Linked DNA regions of Mus musculus: regions 1, 2 and 3 are each linked to region 4. The links are chromatin contacts, called in public Hi-C and HiChIP or PLAC-seq maps. All regions are on one chromosome and are shown on one strand. The core of a region is the stretch at or near the end of the contact, and the rest is flanking DNA. Distances in the headings are between cores, read along the strand shown.

Evidence for each region. A called contact is a pair of places that touch in the nucleus more often than the background predicts. HiChIP or PLAC-seq counts read pairs in DNA pulled down with a chosen protein or histone mark.
Region 1: a Hi-C map of bone marrow-derived macrophages shows a contact between it and region 4, with 25 read pairs. The contact joins two enhancer-like sites. A contact is called at or near these places in 2 of 484 Hi-C or Micro-C datasets (bone marrow-derived macrophages and nephron progenitors), 3 of 115 datasets of contacts at active chromatin or transcription factors (the HPC-7 cell line, bone marrow-derived macrophages and cardiomyocytes) and 2 of 9 other capture datasets (adipose tissue and liver).
Region 2: an H3K27ac HiChIP or PLAC-seq map of the HPC-7 cell line shows a contact between it and region 4, with 6 times the contacts expected there. The contact joins two enhancer-like sites. A contact is called at or near these places in 2 of 484 Hi-C or Micro-C datasets (bone marrow-derived macrophages and embryonic stem cells), 3 of 115 datasets of contacts at active chromatin or transcription factors (the HPC-7 cell line, bone marrow-derived macrophages and cardiomyocytes) and 1 of 9 other capture datasets (adipose tissue).
Region 3: a contact with region 4 is called in a Hi-C map of bone marrow-derived macrophages, with 23 read pairs. The contact joins two enhancer-like sites. A contact is called at or near these places in 2 of 15 datasets of contacts at CTCF or cohesin (large pre-B cells and stem cell-derived epiblast-like cells), 19 of 484 Hi-C or Micro-C datasets (the CH12 cell line, the HL-1 cell line, Sertoli cells and 9 more), 8 of 115 datasets of contacts at active chromatin or transcription factors (cardiomyocytes, double positive thymocytes and embryonic stem cells) and 3 of 9 other capture datasets (adipose tissue, liver and pancreatic islet).

The regions. Positions count from the first base shown.
Region 1 is chr14:64,969,038-64,972,213 of GRCm38.p6, reverse strand. The region is part of intron 1 of Ints9 (integrator complex subunit 9); the gene reads right to left. Among named protein-coding and RNA genes, the nearest start is that of Ints9, 20 kb to the right of the region's middle. Within about 2 kb of position 1,558, at least 11 of the 459 cell types and tissues checked have an H3K27ac peak or open chromatin away from gene starts, as enhancers often do. A contact at or near this core is called in bone marrow-derived macrophages, where this site is marked.
Region 2 is chr14:65,013,778-65,016,756 of GRCm38.p6, reverse strand. It overlaps Ints9 (integrator complex subunit 9), which reads right to left. Exons shown (of 17, transcript NM_153414.5): 9 at 116-227. Among named protein-coding and RNA genes, the nearest start is that of Gm52118, 31 kb to the left of the region's middle. Within about 2 kb of position 1,541, at least 36 of the 459 cell types and tissues checked have an H3K27ac peak or open chromatin away from gene starts, as enhancers often do. A contact at or near this core is called in the HPC-7 cell line, where this site is marked.
Region 3 is chr14:64,626,765-64,629,902 of GRCm38.p6, reverse strand. The region is part of intron 1 of Gm36924 (a long non-coding RNA gene); the gene reads right to left. Among named protein-coding and RNA genes, the nearest start is that of Gm36924, 3.8 kb to the right of the region's middle. Within about 2 kb of position 1,567, at least 42 of the 459 cell types and tissues checked have an H3K27ac peak or open chromatin away from gene starts, as enhancers often do. A contact at or near this core is called in bone marrow-derived macrophages, where this site is marked.
Region 4 is chr14:64,833,032-64,836,121 of GRCm38.p6, reverse strand. The region is part of intron 6 of Hmbox1 (homeobox containing 1); the gene reads left to right. Among named protein-coding and RNA genes, the nearest start is that of Gm26225, 81 kb to the right of the region's middle. Within about 2 kb of position 1,526, at least 113 of the 459 cell types and tissues checked have an H3K27ac peak or open chromatin away from gene starts, as enhancers often do. A contact at or near this core is called in the HPC-7 cell line and bone marrow-derived macrophages, where this site is marked.

The DNA of each region.
Region 1 (3,176 bases), core at 309-2,808, 140 kb before region 4:
CACTCCAGCAAAGCACCTGTCACTGCCCTCAGTAACAGCAGTTCACAAGGAGACCCTTTATGTCCCAGCAAGGATGCACAGGACTCTTGCTGTAGTAGGGAAATGGGGAGGGCACCCTCTTTTAAGAAACCCTACTTTGGGCTGGAGAGATGGCTTAGCGGGTAAGAGCACTGACTGCTCTTCCAAAGGTCCTGCGTTCAAATCCCAGCAACCACATGGTGGCTCACAACCACCCGTAATGAGATCTGACGCCCTTTTCTGGTGTGTCTGAAAACAGCTACAGTGTACTTACATATAATAATAAATAAATCTTTGGGCTGGAGCGAGCAGAGTTGACCAGAGTGAGCAGGACAGAGGTCTTAAAAATTCAATTCCCAACAATCACATGAAGGCTCACAACCATCTGTACAGCTACAGTGTACTCACATACATAAAATAAATAAATAAATCTTAAAAAAAAAAAAAAAGAAATCCTACCTTATTCTTTGCCACCCTGAGCCACTGAGCTAAATGTGCTAATATGGAACTATGACACCCCTACTAAAAAATTTTGGGGTCAGGCTCTCTAGTCAGAGACTTCTTTAAATATATTGCAAGTCGGGCATGGTGGCGCACGCCTTTAATCCCAGCACTTGGGAGGCAGAGGCAGGTGGACTTCTGAGTTCGAGGCCAGCCTGGTCTACAAAGTGAGTTCCAGGACAGCCAGGGCTATAGAGAAACCCTGTCTCGAAAAAACCAAAAATAAATAAAATAAATATATTGCAATTTTATTTGTTAATCTTCTACTTTCTTCCATTTTTTAGCTTGATTCCATGTTATAGAACTGTTAAAATGTGCCAATCATGTTCACAGTCAAAGTAACTACACAGCTGGGTAAGATAAGAAGGGCAGAGAGTCTATAGCAAGTGTGTAAAAAAAATCTGTAATATAAATAGTAAAGGCATTTTCAGGCTGGAGGGCGACTAGGTACCACACATAGCTGAGATTGTGACACCTGGGGCTCTCACTCCTTTGGACTCTAGTCCTGTGCCTTGCACTTCCAAGAAAACAAGTCAAGATTCAAAGAGAAGTTTTTATAAAGCAATACCCCAGTCAAGAGATGCTCAGAAGGGGTAGAAATGCTCACAGTGAACAACAATGGCTGAAGGAAGTAATACAGGTCAGAGTTGGCTGGGGATTGTAGGCTGTCGGGCACCAGAGAGTGATAAATATGAAGAAGTTAGAATAGATGAGAAAAGTTCAGACCTATGCATGTGACTGTTTATGCAAAAGGGAGCAAATTACCCCATTTCTCCCTATCTCTAATTCTTAAATAATCCCCCATCCTATACATCCATTTAGTTCTCTTTTCCCCCTTCCTATTTGTCTTAGTGATACAGCCTAAGAGACAATGCTTCAGTAAGCTATCTTAGTTTGTGGAGAGGAAAAAAAAAATCAAAATCTGGTAAATGCTAAAGCTAAAACTTACGATAAAGCACACTAAAATGCACAACTGACCCTGGACTGCTCAAAGCACTGCCTGTCCCGTGAGGATGATGAGTCTTCCCAGTTCCTTTTTCCATGTGGTTTCTAAAGCAATGAAGGCATAGCGCACAGCTGGAAAGGATGCAGCCTGTGGGCTGAGGACACAATAGTAATTATGTTGGGGGCCATGTAAGATGAGCTTTAGAATTCGTGGAACACAGCCCACCAGTTAGCACAACCATGATGGGTGTGCCTTGCTCAGAGAGGCAGAGGAACTAGGACTGTGTGTCCTGTTACTTTAGCGGTCACCATGTCCATCCTAATCTATGAACTGTATAAAAACTCTGAGAGGGTTTCCAGCTCCTTCTGGGCAGTGTCACTGGCACTTACAGTAATGGTGATTGATCTATTCCATTGCTGCTGGAGCTGATGAATGATTCAACCACCACCCTCAGAAAGAATGTAGCCATGTGGATTGTTTCTATCACCCACCACCCTTAGAAAGAATTTGGAGATGTAAACTGTTAGTGAAGTCAGGTTAAGAAGTTTCTGTTCGTAGCTCTGATATAGAAAGTCTTAGGGAACAACTAACCACTTAGAAGGCACACTTCTGATTATCGAATGAGGGATGTGTTTGAGGTCAGGGAGGAAGAGCAATGGCAGCCCGACTAGCATGGCTGACCCGCTTGTCCTACTGAAGCTGTGCTGCTATCAAGATGATGATTAATTTCTTGTACCCAGTTCTGCCTTCAGCTTCCTGATAAAATTAAAAAAAAAATTGCTAACGCGTAGGTGTGCATGCTGAGGATTTAAAGTAGAAATGACTGGGTCTTTTCTTTTTTCTTTATAAAAGTTTAGATTTGTGATACTTTTAAGGTTTTTTATAAGATTACTTTTTAAGATAAATAATAAAATAATTGATCCTTTCTTTGTGACTGCAAATCGCAGCCTGCCAGTAAGAGAAAGGAGCTGAGAAAGTTACCTTGCTTGCTTACCCCTTATTAATCTATAACAAGTTGCTTAGTTATGAACATGTGTGGGCTCTTGGAAATTATTATTTTTTTATCCATTTTATTATTTGGGGGTATCAGGGAACAAGTTTTTTCTTACATATATTCATTGTAATTGTTCACTTAAAGAAAAATAGAATGTAACTACGTTGTGATTTTTGAACTGCTTGAAAGATTTTGCTGGGATATATGAGCTGTGAGAGAGAAAATAAAGTTGTTGGAGCTTTGCTTCACCCACCAGGTGTGTGTCTGTCTGTGTCTGTGTGTTCCCTCGCCCTTGTCACCGGCCCTACAGGCCCCAGAGGGAAGGGTTAGTTTTATTCCCCCTGAGAAAAGTCTGCCAACTGATCAATCACTAATGCTCCAGCCTGCCTCAATTTACCTACCAGGTCAAAGCTGGACTTTGACACAAGTGTGCTTGCTTTGAACACTGGGCGTCAGGGTTCTAGCAATTCTACAGCTACAATGCTTTTATTTCTGTGAGACAGACAGGATCTCTGAGCAAAGTCTTGCTATTTCAGCACAGAACAGAACAAAACAAAACAAAACAAAAAAACAACAAAATATTCCAAGCTGGCACCATCCCAGCATCCTACAACATACTTCTTATTTCTGTACTTCTGACTATTTCCTTTAAACATCAGCCACTTTTTGTGGTTGGTTTGTAAAGGAAGAGAAAAAGCGCAGGCATAGGGCATTTGT
Region 2 (2,979 bases), core at 292-2,791, 180 kb before region 4:
TGAGGAAGAAACGAAGGGGTGGAAAGAAATGGGAGCAGGGAGGCTTCAAAGAGATACCAGAAGGCAGGACTCAAATGAGAAATGTACCCAAGTCCAACACTGAGTGGCCCCTTACCGAGGTTGCTGCAGAACTCGCCCACCATGCCGTCCGGGTTTGCAGTAGGGATCTGTGTCAGCCCTGTGAGAATCAGAACGTCACTGTTTTTGAGAGAAGCTTGGTCCATGGGCTAAAAGACAAAAGAAAGCTCTAATCAGAACTTATGAACCATGCAGGGACCAGAGCAAATGCTGCTCTTGCTGTGTCTAGTCCAGCAGCAAGCTCTCCCACAGGGAGTAACAGTCCTGCCATGACTGGCTGCCCACACCATATCCAGCTTCACAGAACTGGACATTTAAGATCACTCTTTCCCTATCTACACGTGTTTTTCAATCACAACTAAGGCTTCCTATGTCTACAGTGCTGCCCTCTTCAGAATGCCACGCACATGCATTCTACATGGTTTTAAACTTCAATATGGAGCAACCTAGAGAGTGCGCAGGACAAAGCTGCTGAGCTTGCTTCCACAGTTTCTGGTTTGTTTCAAGGTAGAGCCTGAGAATCTGCATTTCCAGCAAGTTCCCAGGGAATGCTCCTGCTGCTTGCCTGGGAATCACATGTGAACTGAGTAGCTGCGTTCTCAGAATAACTGTGAAGCACAGGAGAAAAGCACATGCGATGGGTAGACAGGCAGGGTGAGTTGCCTGTATCAAGGGTAGAAGAACCAGAAGGAACACCGGGTTAGAAACTTAGTCCTCTTCCCAATTCCACAACTAGCCTCATAACTTTGAGCCCAGTTCCCTATGAGATGGGACAGTCCTGACCTACTTCCCACCTCCTTTAGTTATGTTTTGTGAATCTTGGGAGCTCACACGCTCTCTCTGCTTGTAAATTGTGAACCCCACTGGCACACGACAATGAGTTCTTTAAGATGTTGGATTTGAACTGTGATTATTTCCAGAGCACTTAAAAACATTCTGCATAAACTAGGATTTGGTTGGAAGCAAAGTTGCAAGAACTGAGAGGCCAAAGAGTCCACAAATGTTTTCATCTTGTCCCGGAAAGCCCTGAGCCACATGCTTCACGAAAAAGTCTCATTCTACCTTTCCATGCCACAGTCTACTCCCCAGCAAAGAAAGAACACCCAAACAGAGCAGCCTAGCAAAGCTTCAAATCTACACTGCCACCTTTGAGTATCCGTACTCTTAAAAGATTCTGCTTTAACACTGAGTATGGAAATATGCAGGCACTGGCTTCACTATTTTGTTAAGTAACAAAGTGTGGTCCTGTTATAAACTTCTTTTACGGGGCACAGAGGGTTCAGTGTGTTACAGGCAGTGTGTGACTGGCTTCTTTCCTCTCCTCAGATATTCAGTAATATGTCTAGCAGCCCTTTCCCTTCCTGGGCAGAACGTCTCAGGTCCATACTTATGTTTCCACACTGTTTCCACAAAAGGAAGGAAGTGTGTGCTGGTTGGGGCACAACGGTTTTTATGGTAGCTATGCAATAAGCCTTGGACTGTTTCCTGTGTATACAGAAGGAAACTGAACTGGGGACAAAGGGGACCCGGCAGTGCAGTAAGTGGCATATTTGGCTTAAGACAGCAACCGTTTTATATATACATTAGACTTCTCTGAGATGAGGTAGACTTCACAGGACCCCAAAATTCCCTGAAAAGGCGTATGTGATTCTGCGTGCCTTTGCAGATTTAACTGGTGGTCAGAAAGGGCCATGACCCCTAAAAGTGTAAGAATGACTGATCCAGAAGAAAACACAGTGGGGACAAACCTCTGAGCCTCACCCATCAACACCATCTTTTGAAAATGAACACCCACAAACAAATGCCAGGCAGTGCCCTGGTGTGAGGACCACTGAGCTGGAACCATTACAAGACACTTGGTGTTCCGGTTTACAGATGTTTGTAATTTCAGCCCTGAGCAGAGTTAGTCTCATTGACTCCCAGAGCTCCAGGACAGATATAGGCTATAAAGACTTTAGTGACACCTTCCAATGCCAGGCAATACTTCAAATGTCTGTCCTTCTCCAAGGCAATGCAGGCATTGCTGGTGTCAGCAGCATTTGAGGAGTGATAAAAACACAAACAAAAAACTTATCTTGCTCAGCTCAAGAATTAAAAGCACCTCACTGATGGCTACACAGATGGAGTAAACTAGTAAAAACTGACACGCAGCGGGCTGGGAAGAAGGTTCAGGGTTAGGAGCACCAGCTGCTCTCGCGGAGGACTGGAGTTCAGATGCCGTAACCTACACAATGACTCAAATCCTCCACAGCTCTGGCTCTAGGGGATCTGATACCCTCCTCTGACCTCTGCAGGTACCAGGCCTGCATGCAGTATCCCCTTTTATGCATATAAGTGCATAAAATAAAAACTAAAACAAACGTCTAAGGCTAGTGAGAACTGTCTTTACCTAATTTGTTCTCTAATAATTAACTTTAATTTTTTGTTGTTGTTTGTTTCTTTGTTTGTTTGTGACAGAGTTTCTCTGTGTAGCCCTGCTAGTCCTAGAACTCTCTCTGTAGTCCAGGCTGGCCTTGAACTCATGGAGATCTGCCTGCCTCTGCCTCCCCAATGCAGGGATCAAAGGCATACACTACTGCCACCTGGCTAACTTTAATTTTATAAGCACACACTCACTTATAAAATAACAGGTTTGACTGTGACATTTCCCTTCACATCTAGAATCCATGTTGATCAGATTCATTTCTCCTCTGCCCTTCACTCCTCCCTCTTCCGTCTCTTTGTCTTTCCATTTGACTTCTATGTTTTTGTGAGTACAAGTGCAGTGGTGTGTATGTACACACATGTGCACATGAAGTGTGCATGCCTGTGTGCCCATGTGCAGAATCCAGTAGTACAAAGAGAAAAGCATAACTGGGAAAGGGCTGACGAGGACAGAATGATGTCTATGAACAGGGTGGG
Region 3 (3,138 bases), core at 318-2,817, 210 kb after region 4:
CTCTCCCTCCATTCCTCCCTCTCTCCATCCCCCCCTTCATCCCTTTCTTTCTAGAGATTTTTGGGTTTGGGTTTCTTTCTAAAGATTTACTTATTTCAGTTTTACGTTTTGTTTTGTTTTGTTTTTTGCCCTGATCACTTGCATGCAGTACCAGCAATGGCCAGAAGAGGGTACTGGACCAGAAGAGGGTACTATGGCTGGAGTTACAGACAGTTGTATGCCACTGTATGAGTGCTGGGAACTGAATCCAGGTCCTCAAGAAGAGCAGTCAGTGCTCTTGACCTCTGAGCCTTTTCTCCAGCCCAAGAAAACTCTTAAAGGTTCCATTCTCACATAGCCACAGTGGAGGCCAGACTTCCAACATGGGTTCTGCGGAAGGATAAACTATATTCAAACACAGTTGGTCTTGTCCCCCTCCCCTCCCCCCCACCCGGGCCCTGTAATTAGCTCGGGCTATGTAGTGAGATTCTGTTTCAAAACAAAACAAAACAAAACGACACAACACAACACCCAAAACCAAAACCAATAGTAGGGAGCTGGGGCTGTAGCTTAGTAGGTAGAACACTTTCCTCACACGCTTGAAGCCTGGTTTATGTCTGTAGTGTCAAATAAACTGGGCATGGTGCTGAAAAACCAGCACTTCCTGTGAAGGTAGGAGAATTAGAAGTTCAAAGTTACCCTCAGTTACATAGTGATTTTGACACCAGACGGGGCTTGGTGAGACCCAGTCTACAGAACAAAACCCAAACCCTCCATACTTTCCTGTGTGACTTCCAAGGTAGCTCAGGTGAGTGCCTGGAGAGATGGCTCAGCAGTGTAGAGTCTTTGCTGCTCGTGCAAAAGACCCGGGTTCTGTTCCCAACACCCACACAGAGGCTCATAACTGGCTGTAGTTCCAGTTCCAGGGAATCTAATACCCTTTTCTGACCTCCACAGGCACCAGGTACATATGTGGTGCATACATATACATGCAGGCAAAATACACATAAGCATAAAATAACACAAGAAATAAATCTATGAACAAGTAAATCTATTAAATAAGTAAAGAGTAACCGGCAAACAAATAAACAAATGCTCACCCGACTGGCACAGGTCTAATTGTCCAGTTCCTGAAAGGTCAGGATCAGAAACTGCCTGTCTCTCCTGGGGTTAACCTGTCTTTATTCTCTAGCTAGGGTGTTTATTCAGCATTTTAGGAGGAGAAAGCCACCCAGGTGTTGTATCTATAGGCCAATGAGATGAGAGAGGACCCTGATGGGCCAGGTAGGAGGTAAGAAGACCCCAATTCATCATCGTAGCTGTACATAATATACCCTGAACTAGAGCCTGCTTTGGCCAACCAGAGGTCAGCAGACAGGAAGGGCACTCAGCTGAGGTGACCTGCAGTGCTTGTGTATGTGGAGTGAAGGAGCCAGCCTGGTCCAAACCAAGGGAAACATAGAGAGTGAGCGACAATAGTAACCATGAGGTGTCTTATAAGGCGTGGTGTGTCTTATAAGGCGTGGTGTGGTGCGGGGGAGGGAAGGAGGACACTGTTGTACAGGGCGGGAGCAGAGGGCAGAGTGGCAGGGCAGACGTGCCTGGCGGTGTGATGGGGGCTGGGCAAAGTGATCACACCCAGCCAGACTCTGCTGTGAGTGTAGAGCTGAGAGGATTTCCTGTTGGTCATGGGATAAAGAAGGCACTATCGTCTTCACCCAGTGCTCAGTCCAGTGGTGGCATAGAGTACATTCACGCGGAGCACCGTGCATGCGTGCGGGGGTGGGGGGCGGAGCAGGGAGGGGGAAGAGAGGAGGAGGAGGGGAAGGGGAGAGGGATCTTTCATGTAGCCAGACTAGCCTCAGATTCCCATCGGTTACAGGTAGTTGCTGCCATACTTAGCATTAGCATCCGCGGAGCCGTGTGATGGGTAAATCTGCTCCATCTGAGCTGGGTTTTCATAGCTCCCATGACCTTGACCTTCAGGGAAGAAATCCTCAATCCTTGTTCCAGTTATAAAATTCCAGTTATAAAACTGGAATGCCTCGCCTGCCCTTTAAATCAATCCCCAGACTTGTGAGATGGCCCAGAGGATAAAGGCACTTGCAGGCACTTGCTGTGCAAGTTCTATGACCTGCGTTCATCCTTGTTACCCACACAACAGAAGGAGAGAGCAGCCTTCAAAACGTTTTTCTCTTACCTCTACCCAATACACCCTGGCATGAGTGTGCACTTCCACTCATACATAGAACAATTAAAATTAAAAATGAAATACACACACCACTCATGATGGCACCAAGCCTTTAATGCCAGAGCTCAGGAGGCAGATGCAGATGGAGCTCTGTGATCAGCCTGGTCTACATAGTAAGTTCCAGGAAGGCCAGGGCCACAAAACCAACCAACCAAACAAACAAACAGGAAAACCCCCAAACAAAAAACAAAACAAAGCAAAAAAAAATTATACACAAACCACAACTAATTCTCCCTTTCCTTTTCCTTGGTCATTACATTCTACTTCCTCTCTATGAACTTCACTGCCCTGGGGATCTCGTATGAGAGGAGTCATGTAGAATTTGCCCCTGTGACTGATTTAATTCTTTTAACCCAACATCCTTCAGGTTCTCCCAAGGTGCACTTCGGTGTTTAGCTGCTTGGAGGTAGTTTGCAAAGGCAGGGACTGCGGGGTGGGCCTTTCTCTGCTTTGCGGGCCGTGAGCGCCTCCTTGAGGCCATACGCAGAATCTTGTCCCTGAATTACTGCTAAAATGATGGTTGACCGGAAAAGTACGCACTTGGTTATATTTTAGCTTTTGTAGGTGAGTTGGCAAAGATGACCCTGAAGGAATGGCTCTGAGATAGGGAGTATAATATAACAGAAACTTTGAAAAGGATTGAGGCTCTCTTCCCTGAATGTCAAGGTCACAGGAGTTATGAAAACCGGGCACAAGCAGAGTATTTATACCAATCAACCCAGAGCAGCCAACTCGACAGAACTTGGAGACAAACAAGCAAATGCACAGAGGCTTTAAGTACATTCACTCTCTGTAGGGCTTTCTTGCATAAGTAATTATAGTCCCATGCAGGATGTTTTGCTGTTAATTCAGATATAGCCGGAGAAAACAGGATGGCCCAAGGGGCAAGAGGAAGTCTTTACTTCTTG
Region 4 (3,090 bases), core at 277-2,776:
TTGTCATTGCTTAGGTCTTGTTTGTGCAGCCATAATGTTGAGATTTCACAGGTTCAGCTTCCATGTCATATATAGAGGATATAATCTCAAAGCAGACATCTTGGTCCTTTGTGGCATTGAAATCCTCACACTTGCTTTGTCCTTGATGTTTCCTGAGTCATAAATATAAGGGCTGTGGTACAGATGTATCAGTTGGGGCTGAGGACCCAATTAAATGTTCTCTGCATTTTGAGCAGTTGGGGCTTTCTGTAATAGTCTCTATCTCCTGGAAAAAAAAAAAAAAAGCTTCTTTATGAGGAATGAAAGCTACCTTTATCTGTGGGTATAAGAATAAGTATTGGGAATGCTGCCATAGGTTATAGGTTCTGTGGGCTCACCAGCCACAAGTAGTTGACATTAGCTGACATGAATTTTGTCCCCTCAAATGGTCCATAAGGACAACTAGACAGCTATTGGTTACCACTAACATATAAGGGCCACTGGTGCACCTTTGAGGATATCTTGCCATGTTGGTCATTGCTGTGGCTCATAGGTGTCTTAGCTGGGCAGGACTATTGATTGCTTTTCTATCTTGGCAGTCTGCCCACCACTTTCCAGTACTATGATACCTAGACCACAGGGAGGATGATTCTGGGTCCTGTCTCCAGAGTCCAGAGCATCCTCAGCAATAGGAATTTACCTTTAGATTCTGGGAAGCAACTAAGGGCAACAGCAATAGCCTGTATTATTTTGGAAGTTGCTTAAGATCACTGAGCAACAACTTTAAAAGGATGTTTCTCATGCTTGGTAGGAGGGTTTGTGTTAGTCTCTGGCTCTTGGAGGGGAACATTATCAACCCCCACAGGTTATATTTTACACACACACACACACACATATACCTTCTTTCATGTACATATAACGTATGTAATTATAGGTAAACATAAATAATGATGCCTCCATTTCTCTCCCTCAGCACTGCCTTTACCCCACCGTATAAAAACAAACCTAAGAAATGAAGACATTTTAATTGTTTTATTGCTAAAGATCATTTCACACATAGATGCTCTCAAATAGGAGGTAGGACGATTAAACTCCATAGCATGTAGGCTAGCTTAATGTTAATGTTTTCTGAAGAAATCCACATGGAATTATGGGTAGTAGGAAGCAGTCCCGAAAGCTATTTCTAGATAACTAAAAGAGAGAAAGTGCAGCTCTCTTCTGCAGAGGTAGCCTGCAGGAGGACAGAGCGACGTGCCGTGCATGCGGCTCTATCCCCTCCTGTGGTTGGTCTCTGTTTTTTTCTGCATTCTCAAGATACAAAGCAGAATATTCAGTGGCTGCAGTGATTTAGGAGTTACTGGAACAACAGTGCTTCAGGAGCAGCTCCTTTTGTTCTTAGCTTCTGGCTTCTCATTTCCTGTACATTCTCTTCCCGTTTTTACCCTTCATCATACAGCAGTCATGTGATCTCCCTATGGGAAGCTGTGCACTGGTCGCTTAGCTGACAGTGTCCTTTGTGACGTGCAGTGTCCTCAGAGTTTGCCGTCTCTTTATGTTGCTATCCTCAGGCATGTGCTACATTTCTTTCTCTTTTGTACATTCCAGAGCGTCTAGGGCTGTAAGCATTTCCAATAGAAAGAAGAATGAAGTTCTAGGGTTTGATTTTGTGTCTCCTTTAGAAACTAGCAGCCAAGCTCTCCTACCTTAGAAATGTTTATTGGGTTTTGTTTGTTTGTTTGTTTGTTTTTTACAAAAAGCAAATAAGCAACAACAAAAAAATCTAAAAATTAAAGTGCCAGAAGGCGAATAATGTCTCATGCTACAGACAGAACTGTCTAAGGCTGTGTGAGTACCCCTGGACGGGTCCTGCCTCTTCTGTCTCTATGCCTTCATGGCTTCTCCTTAGCTATTGCCACAGCTACACACACGACTTCTGTGTCCATCACCACAGGAAATGCTGCTCTACAAAACAACTTTGACCCTTAGATCTCCCTGCTTTGAACCACAGCACCAAGATCCTTAAAAAGTTGGTTCCTCTCTTCACAACATGGGCTCAGTCTTTTCCACTTTGATCCGCTGCCCCTGTCAAGCACTGCACATACAGGGTGTGTTGGGCTCCCTCCCAATTTCAGTGTCAGGGGCTCCTTAGGATTCCTTTACTCTGCCTCTCATTATTTCCCTATGCCCAAATCCCTGTCCTGAAAGCTCTCACTCTTTTCTTGAGACCCTGTTCTGCCGTCAGCTCTCGTCTGCTATAGTAGTGCTTTTGTGCCTACAGTACTGGGGTTGTTCCCTTACAGTTCTGTATTTACCTCGGTCTGCTGTGACCACACCCGGAAGTTCTCTCTGGTTCATCCTTGCCACCCCTGATAGTCAGCTATATAGTAGAAACTAGGGTTTGTTACAGGGTGATTAAAGGCGTGATTAAGAAAGTACAGAATTGCCTATTTGCTGACTTCCTTGATAGTCCAGCTTGGTTGCATATAGTTTAAAAGAAACACCGTTCTGATGTAACTGTAGTCATCTATGTCTCCACTGCTAAAACCACCAAACATACCTGAAGCAGACACCATGGAGCACGCTGGGACCCTGAAGCTGTCTCTGCGGGAACTGCTGGTGCTGGTTCCTCCAGAAGCCTTGCTTAGAGCCTCTGCTTTCGTTCACCAGACTCCTCTTTACGTTCCTTCTTCCATTTCTTTATTCACACATCTCTTGAGTAAACAGATACACACTTGTTAGTCTCTACCATGACCAGCCAGACTCCTTCTGTGAATAACTGGAAAACTGGCCATTTTTTTTCTTTGACACTTCCCTTTCTCTAAGCAGCATTCCCTCTCACCAAGCGCATAAGGCTTTTGTTGCACTAGTCACTATGGTGCGATCCTAGGCAGGTCCTGAAGTTTTGGACATCTATCCTTTGTCAGATGTTTTCTCTGATTCTCTCCACTCTATTGCCACCTAGCTGTCTTTTTGTTTTCTGTTGTGCATCCAATTAGATGACCATACAGTTTTGTCCTTCACACTATGGGAGGAAGGTTTTAATTTGTTTTGTTTTTCTTATATCTGTGGTCACCAGAGTGTCGGACAATGCAGGTCTGATAAAATGAGTTA